Regions from separate parts of the Zea mays genome. Here region 1 is linked to region 2. The links are chromatin contacts, called in public Hi-C maps. All regions are on one chromosome and are shown on one strand. The core of a region is the stretch at or near the end of the contact, and the rest is flanking DNA. Distances in the headings are between cores, read along the strand shown.

Region 1 (5,538 bases), core at 969-3,468, 140 kb after region 2:
GAGTGAAGAGTTGGAGTCTGAGTCCCCTGGTGCACCGGACAGGTACTGTTCACTGTCCGGTGGCACACCGGACAGTCCGGTGCGCCAGACCAGGGGTGCCCTCGGTTGCCCCTTTGCTCCTTTATTGAATCCAAAACTTGGTCTTTTTATTGGCTGAGTGTGAACCTTTTACACCTGTATAATCTATACACTTGGGCAAACTAGTTAGTCCAAAGATTTGTGTTGGGCAATTCAACCACCAAAATTATATAGGAACTAGGTGTAAGCCTAATTCCCTTTCAATCACCGTTCTCCGGCATACCAAGATGGTTGCCTTCGTCGGGACCCCCTAGATCGACGTGGAAACATTCACGACTTGGGCCGCAGTCCTCGTCGTCGAGGCTGCGGCTACCGTCGGAATAGTCGGAAAGGCAGTAGCCGCATGCGACCATAAAGTCCCGCATGGCACTGGGGTTACCAAGTCCGGAGAAATCCCAACTAAAGTCGGGCTCATCATCTTCCTCGGAACCCGAGGGCCCGTAGGTCGAGACGGTCGTCAGCCGGTCCCAGGGTGACCACATACGATACCCCAGAGGGTTTGGACTCGCCTCTATGAGAGCGTCCACCAAAGCGAAGTCGCTTGGTGGATCGAGGCTGAATCCAAAAGGCACGAGATGGGAATCGGTCGGTACCTAACAATGGCGGCTGTGCCATTTCCAGCACAAGGGAGTAAGTCGACCAGCAGGCGAGGGTGCAGATGAACGGTGACTGGAGCAGCGCCGGGAGACGGGCGGCGCGGCGGGGCAAAAGAAAAGAGTGAGAAGGAAGAAGACACTGACCCCGGGAAAGAGAGACGTTGCAGGTATATGGGCTCCAAACGAAGACCGTGAACGGGAACCAACCTTTTTTATTTTAGTCTTTTTTGCGTTTTTTTCATAACTATATCATTTATAGTTTCATTTTAAAAAATGACTCCAACCTCGGCGTCATCATCGGCGCCGAGGTAACGCACAGCGACGTCAGTATTATTGGCGCCAACTTTTCCTACATAGCAGGCGATGTGGCATTTCTGGTGGAAACCATTTTTTGTTCAAAAATTCGATTGTGTTAGCCTTCGTTATTATTGAAAATAGTCGTTCATGTCTATTTTCGACAAAAATAGGGGTTGTGTGGCCATTGATCATTAACCAGAGGCTCGTACACCTCACACCACATATGTTTCCTTGTCATAGATCACATTCTTGGATTTCTGTTGGAGACCATTTCTTGGTCAAAAATCTGTAGGTATTAGCCTTCGGTATTATTGAAAATGGTCGTTCATGGCTATTTTCGTCAAAAATGGAGGTTGTGTGGCCATTGATCATTGACCAGATGTTTGTACACCTCACCGCACACATGTTTCCTTGCGATAGATCACATTCTTGGATTTCTAGTGCAGACCATTTCTTGGTCAAAAATCCGTACGTGTTAGCCTTCGGTATTATTGAAAATGGTCGTTCATGGCTATTTTCGATAAAAATGAGGGTTGTGTGACCATTGATCATCGACCAGAGGCTCATACACCTCACCGACATATGTTTCCTTGCCATAGATCACATTCTTGGATTTCTGGTGGAGAAGATTTCTTGGTCAAAAATCCATAGGTGTTAGCCTTCGGTATTATTGAAAATAGTCGTTCATGGCTATTTTTAACAAAAATGAGGGTTGTGTGGTCATTGATCATCGACCAGAGACTCATACACCTCACCCCACATATGTTTCCTTGCCATGGACAATGGTCACACAATCCAGGTACGACAAGATCTATGACGTCGACCCCTGAGACTTGCCACATCGTCTGTCACGTAGAAATAGTTGACGCCAATTATATCGGCGCCACTATGCGTTACCTCGGCGTAAATGATGATGACGTCGAGGTTGAGATCCATTTTTTGAAATGAATATGTAAATGATATAATTGTGCAAAAAAAAACTCAAAAAAGCTAAAATGCAAAAAAAAAAAAAGTTGGGAACGGGAACGGAAGGAAGGCCACGACCGAAAGGAAGAAATTGCTAATGGTGTTCAGTGGAGTCCAATGCCATATCTTTAAAGTCTCGACCATTATAGTACCGTGTTTGCAATTGGCGCCTGGCGGTGCCGTGCGTGCGAAGCCCATTAAAGCCGGTGCCATGCTTGCAAAAATCTAATTGAAGAGAGTCTAATGTTGGGGGTTGCATGAATAAAAAAAACTCGTTTATTCCCCAACCATCCTCTCTTCCTCGCCGCAAAGCCCCTAAACCTCCACCTCCAACGGCGGCGCTTCCCCCTCTCCGCCGTCTCCTGGCCCTCCGCGGCCACCGACGCCTCCTCTCCACACCCGCCGCCTCATCCAACAACCGCCTTTCCCCAGAGGCCGTGCTCTACAACATCCACAGCCTCTCCAAGGACCCCTCCCAAGCGCTCGCCGTCTTCCGCCGCTCCGTCGCCGCCGGCCAGCCAGTTGGCTCCGCGGCATACAACCTCATGCTCCGCACCCTCGCCTCCCACCCCTCTGCGCAGCGCCATTTCTGGCCCTTCCTCCGCGAGATGCAGGAGGCTGGCCACTCCGTCGACCAGGGCACCTACCTCGCTGCTCTCGCCTCCTTCAAGAAGGCCAGTCTCACCGCCGACTATGCCTCCCTCACCGCGCATTACGACAAGTTCCGGAAAGGTGCCAAGTCCGCCACCGCGGCGGCGGAGGCGGTCCGGGACCACGACGCCGCGGGCCTCGATAGCAGGCTCTCCGCCATCGGTCTCCTTCCGCTTACGGAGACCTCCGTCACCACGGTGCTCCGAGAGCTGAGGGAGCATCCGATTAAGGCTCTCGCCTTCTTCAGATGGGCTGGGCGGCAGCAGGGGTACACGCACAGCTCCGTGGCCTACAATGCCATGGCAAGGGTGCTCGGCAGGGAGGAGTCAGTGCCGGAGTTTTGGGACTTGATCCGGGAAACAAAGGCTGCTGGGATGCACGTCGATATCGACACTTACCTCAAGCTGTCCAGGAACTTCCAGAGGCGCCACATGGTCCGGGAGGCTGTGGAGCTATATGAGCTCATGATGGATGGCCCTTTCAAGCCAGCACAGCAGGATGGACCCATCATCATCAGGCGCATCTCGATGGGGCCGTCGCCAGATCTTGAGCTTGTCAATCGGGTTGTCAACAAGTTTGAGGCTGTCTGGGGCGTCAAGACCAAGGAGTTGCTTGATGGGGTCCATAGGGCGCTTACACGTAATGGGATGTTCGATGAGGCTGCAGAGATTGTGCAAACAATGAAGGCCCAAGGCCACCAGCCGGACAATGTTACATATAGCCAGTTGGTGTATGGTCTTTGCAAGGCTGACAAGCTGGAGGATGCTCGCAAGGTGCTCGATGAAATGGAGGCTGAAGGGTGTGTCCCAGATTTGAAGACTTGGACCCTGTTGATCCATGGTTGCTGTTTAGCTGGGGATGTGGATAGAGCTGTGCAATACTTAACCGAGATGATCGAAAAGGGCTTGGACGCAGATGCCAATTTGCTGGATGTGATATTGAAAGGTCTATGTAGCCATGAAAAGGTCGAAGAGGCTTACTCTTTCTTTATTGAGATGGTGGATAAGACTGAGTTGAGGCCTTGGCAAGGCACTTGCCAGCATCTAATTAATGACTTGCTGAGGGTAAACAAACTTGAGGAGGCACTGTCTCTTCTGAAGACAATGAAAACCTGCAAGTTCCCACCTTTCGCCGATCCATTCCCTCCTTACATTGCCAAGTATGGAACGGTTGAAGATGCAAGGAACTTTTTCAAGGCCATGACAGTGAATACTTCTCCAGAACCTGTTGCCTACCTGCATGTTCTCAAGTTGTTCTTTGCGGAGGGAAGATATTCTGAAGCTCAAGATCTACTGTATGGATGCCCTAATCACATCCGCAAGCACCCCGATGTCATTAAACTGTTTGGATCAATAAAAGTTGAGAGTGCCTCTGCTTCTAGATTGGGTTCAAGCAAGCAATAGTTGGTGAGATTATGATGAACCCTTAGGTTTGCATGCTAGCTAGCTTTATGTTTTTAAGTAGCCTTGGTATTGGGTACTTTTAACAAATGATCCATCTTTTAATGATATATGGTTCAACTAAGTCGAATTTCAGTATATGCCACTCCCAGCCCATAATCTGCTGGCATATTCCCCTATAACTTAGCTTCAGAGGAAGGTGCCAACTGGCACGTCCTTGAAACTGTTGTTTTTCGTCATTGTTCCTACTTGCTAGTATCGTTGCAACTATGCTGATGGATTTTCCTTCAAAATGCATCAAAGCATTTGCTAAGAGTTTGAACACCATGTTTGTTATACTGGCGATTATCAATGTCAGGAGCTCTGAAATGCAAGTGCTTTGACAAATAAGATTATATGATCGCATCCACCAGCAGCATTTCTTAATATTGCTACTTGCCTCAAATATTTGATCTGGTGTGATGTCTGATGCATTTTAACATGACAATTTTACTGAAAATAAAAATTCTGTGGAGTTACAGCTCTGCGTGTCCAGAACCTTGGCAGGTGCTGTATGCTTTAATGATATTTGATTTATTGGAGTATCCATATGAGCATGTCAAGACTCTTCAACTTGGAGAAATTTGCTATTATGGAGATCCTCACGTGCGGCTTCGACGTTTTGGAGGCGTAGGCGAGGAATTAGCTAATATGGAAAAGCAGGGAATAGACCACCCGCTAAAACGAACAAGAACACTCTATTACTTGGTAACCTCTTTGATTAAAACCATGAATACTCACGTCGTCTACATCCGTTACCTCTCTCCTAGCAGCCGTTATTCTTTTCTCCTCTTCTCTTCCTACGCAAATTTCTCTGGAATGCAGCAGTCGTCTTCCTCGTCCTTGCAACAGCCGCTAGCCCAAGCTCCATAGCCGTTCCTCCCTGCGCGCGCGTCTCTATCTTTCTCCCTGCTGTGTTCTCTCTCCAGCATCCAGCTTCTCCTACGCACGGCTCTAGCTCCACGCTCGCCCTCTCTAGTTCTCCCACGGGAGCACGCCTGCCGGAGCTTCTTCCTCTCCCTGCTCGCCAGCGTTCGGACTGCGGCCTCCTTCTCTTGCTCCGGCGTCGAGCTCCTTCCCTGCCGCGGCATTGCTGCTCCAGCCGCGCCGCTCCTCTCTCCTTCCCCCATCTCTCTCCAGCCGTGCGCCCTCCCTGCTCCCTAGAGCTTCCTTGCCGCGCCCAAGATTCCTCCATGGCTGCACGCTCCTCCTTGCTCGCTCCTCCTTCGGCTCGTCCCTCTCTCTGCTTGCAGCGTCCGGCCGAGCGTCCCTGCGTGCCGCGGTTCCTCGCCTGTATCCCTCCCCTGTGGCCACGCCTGGTTCTCTGCTTCCTCTGCCAAGTCCGGCCGGAGCTCTTTCCCTGCTCGGATTTCGCTCAAGCTCACGCTCCGCTCGTCCATGGCGTGTCCCCATGGCTGTGGCCGCGATGGTCGGGGCCGGCCGTCGTGTGCCCTGCAGCGCGCCCAGGCACACTCTCTGCGATGATCTTGCTCGTGGAAAGTGCCAGAGAC
Region 2 (6,178 bases), core at 3,298-5,797:
GTGAGCACAACTGCACAAGCATTTCCATGCGACTGCATCTGTTATGTAATTATAGTGAAATGTATCATCATCGTTCATTTCATTTTGTCACTCTTATACATGCTAACAGTATCTCACTTGTGCTAATTTTCTGTTCTTTCTATTGTTTGGTTCCAAACTTGCCCCCGGGTTTCTTTATCAATCTCATCTCATGGAAGTTTTCTTCACTGCAGTCCAAACAAGCAGAAGGTCAAAACATAATCTCATGACTGAGTCGATTTTAAAAACCACTGCAACAAATGAGCAGCTCACACACTTGGTTACGGGTCGTAGGGCTACAAGAGATGAATGCATGAATGCCATATCAATTCAACTCAAAGGTAATTGTAGTTACTTATTAGTGATTATACAGTCAACAAGTTACCATTTGTGGTATTCAGCTTTCAGTCATTTTTTCCCTTCTAAACCACATATTTGAATCCTTGTGATTCTTTATCACCGTACGTCAGTGTAGTTGTTTTAGGATTTTATTATGGGGGATTCTTTATATCGATGAAGCCCCTGTTTTTTATTTATTAACGAAGCCTCTGTTTTGCTTATTTACATGAATGGTCCCTGGTATCTGTTCTAAACTGAATTTTCAATTAGCAGTGCTTTACCAGAATTTAATATTACAAAATCTCGGTTTAGAGGGGTTCTATTGATCTCTCAGATACGAATGAATTACTGTTGCTTCTAAAAAACCTGGGTTTACTTTGATGTATATACATCATATCTCTGTTAAGCTATTTCTAGCAGATAATGCTTATGGTCGTGCAAAACACGGTTTTGCACTATAGACTATACTACACTGTTCACATAGTGAGATTTGAAATAAGAGATGCGATGAGTGATATGATGGTAAGCTGCTGGAGATAGCCTTATTGTAAACTTAACTCATTTTCCCCTTTTTTAAGGATATGCATGTTTTGAAATCTATATGCCTTAGTAAATCTTGATTTGATGGCAGATATTGAATCCCTTGAATCTGAAAGTGACACAAACGAGGATAAGAACTTAGAGAAAGCTCTTATATGGTACAATAAGTTTCTTGGTTTTCAAGTTGTTGGAGGAGAAGGTAATTGAAATCTTAGTGAGTCAATTAGTATATTAGATTGATGCAATAGCATCTGACACATGATTTTTTTTTTTGCAAGGCGTGAAATTTATGTTCAATAAAATTGATGTGCAAAGTCCTGACAAGGAGTGCTATTTTTGCGTAAAGCTTGTTGAAGGAAGATACACATGTGAGTTACAGGTTTTTAGTTGAGGCCTTTAGTTGAGCCATCTGATAGTTGTATTAGATGTCACATAATGTTGAAATTCCTTTACTTGTTGATAACAGTAGTACAATGTGTTCCCTCTGTGGATGGCGCTGAAGAATTGGTGAAGGATCTTAACTGTAATAATGATCTTTACAAATTTGTGAGGGTCGTGAGAGACAGACTCCAGGCTGCTATAATCAGTGGTACGTCATGCTATATATTCCTATTACCTTTTTCTGTCCCATAGGAAAACTGCCTATAGTGTGGAACTTCAATCACCACATAGGTCCCAGGCTCAGGAGCAAACATGGTTTGGGTTTTGTTTCTTCGAAGTCTTTTGAACTTACATAGATATTTGGTGGTTTGTAAATGTAGCAACTAACTCATCATTATTATTCATTCAGAGCTATGGTTATGCTTTTTGCAGGAAATATGTTGTCAAGCTCATTTTGCGCTGACTTATCATCAATAACATCTTCATCATTCTCAGCGTCATCACTGGATTCCACAAGTGAAAACAACATTAATCGAAGTCAGTCAAAGAATCAGGAATGTCCAGTTAAAGGGCTAGCAAAATCACTTGCCATGTAGCAAAATCATCTGAATGTGGGAAGGAAACGGGATCTACACTTGATAGACAAGGGGATTCTCCATCTCGAGTTCCTGTTTGATCTGCCCAATAGCATTGGGATGTGGAGATCTGTACAGTAAAAGTTAAAGCACTTGTGGTGGACCCCTATGTTATGCACACTAGCAATAGCGACGATGTACAGTGTTGTCTGCTGATTGCATTTCTGACTCAAAAAACTGGCGCTGTACGTCAGTTTTGTATTACTAACAATGGTAATGTATAAGCGCTTGAGCATTTGTTTTCATCCATGTACTTCACTAAATGAGAAATCTAGAGCAGCTTGATCCCATGGTAATTTAAAGCATTTGTTGTCATATATAATGAAGTAAATGGTGAATCCAAGGACAACAGGACATCATCACTCCACATTCATAAGCATGAAGAACCAAGTAGCGAGGACATACACATTTGGATCCAAAAAAATATTGGATAGCTGCTTTAACTAAACACCAACAAAATGACCATCCTAGATAGTTGAAGAAGAAAACATTCTTATTGGATAGTAATAGTTTACGGGGTGTAACATCAGTGGTCGTAGTATCAGTCAGTCCCCCCCACCCCTTGAGGAGGTCTCCTCTTTTTTCATACACCACCACCTCGTGTTGTCCTCCAAGGAAAACAGAAGGGGCTACATTTGTAACCAAGGAACAAAAAAGATTACGCGATCACAGATGTCTCGATTCCGGCTTTGCTCGAATTCCTCACATCTTCATCCTTCTCAGCTTCCTCCCACAGCTCCGGCAGTGCTTCCTTCATGTTGTGGAGGCTTTCCAAGGCATGGTCAGCACCCTTTTTCCGCTCAGATGTTCCAACCTGGTTGGCACATTCATTCATTCATTCATCAAAGTTCTCTATAGCATCAGTATGTTTACAGGGGAGATTGCTTACCAGGACAGTACACATTCCAATTTGCTTTGCAGCTTCAATGTTCCTGAAGCTGTCATCGAACAATATCTGAAGGAAAAGGTAGCATTACTATTTAACATACAAGAAAAAGGTAGCCCTCAGATCGTCCATGACGAGCAGGTAGGTGCTTACAGTTGTCTGTGGATTAATGGAGGCGACCTTGAGAGCCTGCAGCATGGCCTCCCTTGACGGTTTGCATAGGATAGGTGATTTTGGTAGCTGCACCGCGGGCTGTGGATGAGCCAGATGCTTCATTAGATCAAAGATTTCAAGTTCCTGAGCTGGGACAGGAGGAGGAGGAGATGTCGGGTTCAGTGTCTCAAAGCACACGACTCCTTCGAAACAATCCTCAATGCCAAGCCTCTTGAGGGCCCTTGAAGCATGTGTTCTGTCACCGTTTGTGAACACCTATATAGAAACAAATACTAGAATTAAACAAAAGCCAAGCCAAGCCAGTATGGAGAAATGCCACGCCACGTACAAGTTTGCGAATGGGTAAGCTGAGGAGGATGTTCCTAAGCACAGGATCAGGCTTGATTTTGTCATAAGACAACCTCCCATGAACAAAGCTGCACAGGAATTAAGCGGGAGAACTATTAGGGAACCTGAAATGCAGATGGCAAACTTAAGAAAGCCGAATCTGAGTCCAGTACAGTACAGTACCTGTGGTAGTCATCGTAATCAAACTGGTACCCAACAGCCTATTATATTTTATTTAATAACAGAAGAGGGCAACCAAGATAGCAAGAAGCGATCAGGGCCAGGAAACAAACAAGAAAGAAGCAGTTACATATATAATTCTGGAACTGTGTAGTAGAGCACGCACCCTCAAGCCAGCCATGGTGGTTCCGTACTGCTTGTAGAGGAGGACGCATAGGTCCAAGCTTATGGCCTCGTCAACGCCGAGCTTGTGCACCATATAGTCTGTAAGAGCACCACTCTCATCAGCACGCAACAAGGAGGACATGGACTCGGGCTAGGGTGTATATGTACAATGTACTTGTACTACCTTGGATGTTCTTCTTTATGTCGGCAGCAATGCCGGAGTTGAACGGGTATAGTGTGTCATCGAGGTCTAGCAGAGGAGACAAGCAAAAGCAGCTGTTGATTGATCTGTGGTCCGTGCGATTGGCTGACGACCACGAGCGTTTTGCAATGAGGAGAGGAGGCTGTATTGTGTGTACGTACCGAAGAGGAGGCATTCGCATTTGAGGCTCTGGTCCTTGCTGTACTTGCCGTCGAGCTCCATTTCGATCCCGTGCTCTTTTTTTGTTTGGGGGATCTCTCTGGAACGGTGTGGTCTCGATCTAAGCAAAGAAGAAGTAGCAAGATCCCGGACGAAGGGGAGGGGAATGGCACACAGAATAAGTATTGTGTGTGGCGAGGAAGTGGAAGAGGAGAGATTTTTCCGTTACCAGATTAGTTTGATTTCCGCGGCGGCGGCGGCGGAAGCGGAAGCAACAGCAACAGCAACAGCGAAGGAGGAGGAAGAGGGCGACGACAACCTGCAGGCTGGGGAAGCGAGGGTGGGGGAGATCTGATCTGTTTTTTATAGGGTCCAGTCCAGTCCAGATGGCTCAAACAAAATCAGCATTGTGGTCGGTGGATTCCGCCGGCCATTGTTGGTTGATTCTTCACTTCACTTTCTTTTTTGTCAACGCACGAGGGGAGGGGAGAAGGGCACGCGATGCGTCCGTCGGTGCCTCTTCTTGTTGCCGCCGCGTGTGACGCTGCAATCGATCCACGCATCCTTCTTCCAGGACTCCTTGCGGCATGCCTGCCTGTCTGCCAACACAACACCACACTAGCAGCTCCAACCATGTCCTCAGATATTGTCAACAACTTGTGTTCTAGAGATGTCTAGCGGGAGGAGCAAGATAGAATCAGTGCACAGGTTAGTTACAGGCCAAATAGAGTACATCCCTTTCCAATACAGCTCGAAAGGAATCCACGGAAGGACCATCAGTCGTGAACATATAAAAGTAGTCACAAGTCTCGAAGCACCACTCTTTACCGTCGTTAGCACATATTTAAAAGATAAAAAAAAACTAAAATTATACACACATGAAGATTTAAACTATGATTCTTAATTCTAAACACATTTATTTATTTATTTACTATATTAACCGCGGGAGCAAAAGTAAACGCAGAGGACATCCACGTGGCTCCGTCTTCAATTCACCATCCAATTATCTTCGAACGGCCAACAGCGGCCTCACCACCACGCACTGCACGCTATGACCTTGAAGCATCGGACGCCTTCCACTTTCTTCTACACGCTGCACGTGGGTGTCCGCCGTAGCTGTATTTATGGCGACTCAAGCGAGGCCCTACTTGCACACGGCGCGCGAGCGACGCGGCCACGCCACACACCCCTTGCTTTCCTCCACGATGCGGTCGGACACCGCGACCACCCGCATGGCAGCCTCCGTGGCCTACCTGTCCGCTCTCCGCAGCAAGGACGCCACAGTCTCCGCGGGTCCGAGCCAACACATTCTTGTCGTGTACACATCGTCGTCGGAGAGGAAAGTCGCGAGCTTTCGGAGCGGGAGGCAGGATCAGCGACCTAGCGGAGGAGCTCGGTCGCCGTCGTGGCCGTGGACATCCAACTAGATGGGGGCATCAGAACAGGTTGGGCACCTTCACCTCCAGCCTCCAGGCACTGCTACTTCGCCGAAAGCCGCCCGTTCATCTCACACCTCCTATGGATCGATTTGTGGATTTCTGGCTTACACAGCAATGCAGTGGGCAATGGCACTACGACAGACAAAGAGAAGTGCAAGAGAGAAGTGGGAGGTCGCCTCCATTAATGCCTGGCCTCTTGCGAGTAGCACTATAGTCCCACTACGCTTCAACCTGCTAGGAGCTCAAATACAATTAATCGACTGGTTCCCACCATTTTAAGAAAGTATTTAACAACAAAATTATTTTATTTCTTTAGATATTTCAACTTATTTTAACCAATAAAGAAAAAAAAGTTTAGTGTTCGATACACCAACAACTTGGTAATATAGCTATTTTGCAGACAAATATATACAAGCATTAAAAAAGGTACAGATTTAACTTTTCTTTGAAGTCAGAAAATAATAAGCTTCGTATTTACCACTATGCGAAACCCATACAGACCCAAGAAAGGAGCACTACATATTAGGAAAGAGGATAATGATCTCCATAAAGATTAGACATAATCGTAGAAGGCATTGCATATTTTGTTATTTTTATCTGGATTGTGCGCCCTTTAAGACCAATATTTTATTGTATTAAGAAATTTGTATATCTATGGTTGATTCGCTGTCAGTACGTAGCTGAAGAAACACACTTCAAAGTATCATTATTTTGTTCCTATTAATGCCGATAT

What was found. Hi-C and Micro-C count contacts between places; a contact is called where the count stands out from the background.
Region 1: a Hi-C map of ear shows a contact between it and region 2, with 2.2 times the contacts expected there. The contact joins the promoter of LOC100193771 here to the promoter of LOC100283872 in region 2. A contact is called at or near these places in 2 of 25 Hi-C or Micro-C datasets (ear and tassel).

What each region holds. Positions count from the first base shown.
Region 1 is chr8:162,964,177-162,969,714 of Zm-B73-REFERENCE-NAM-5.0, forward strand. It overlaps LOC100193771, which reads left to right and starts at 2,219. Exons shown (of 2, transcript NM_001328518.1): 1 at 2,219-3,994. The coding sequence starts at 2,483. The coding sequence ends at 3,991.
Region 2 is chr8:162,820,297-162,826,474 of Zm-B73-REFERENCE-NAM-5.0, forward strand. It overlaps LOC100283872, which reads right to left and starts at 4,548. Exons shown (of 9, transcript NM_001156770.2): 1 at 4,236-4,548; 2 at 4,009-4,127; 3 at 3,830-3,895; 4 at 3,647-3,744; 5 at 3,484-3,521; 6 at 3,302-3,389; 7 at 2,953-3,228; 8 at 2,803-2,868; 9 at 2,250-2,727. The coding sequence starts at 4,069. The coding sequence ends at 2,572. It overlaps LOC100382442, which reads left to right and starts at 5,208. Exons shown (of 1, transcript NM_001175184.1): 1 at 5,208-6,178. The coding sequence starts at 5,434. The coding sequence ends at 5,724. It overlaps LOC100280185, which reads left to right. Exons shown (of 7, transcript NM_001153117.2): 3 at 213-359; 4 at 989-1,096; 5 at 1,176-1,265; 6 at 1,364-1,486; 7 at 1,711-2,158. The coding sequence ends at 1,874.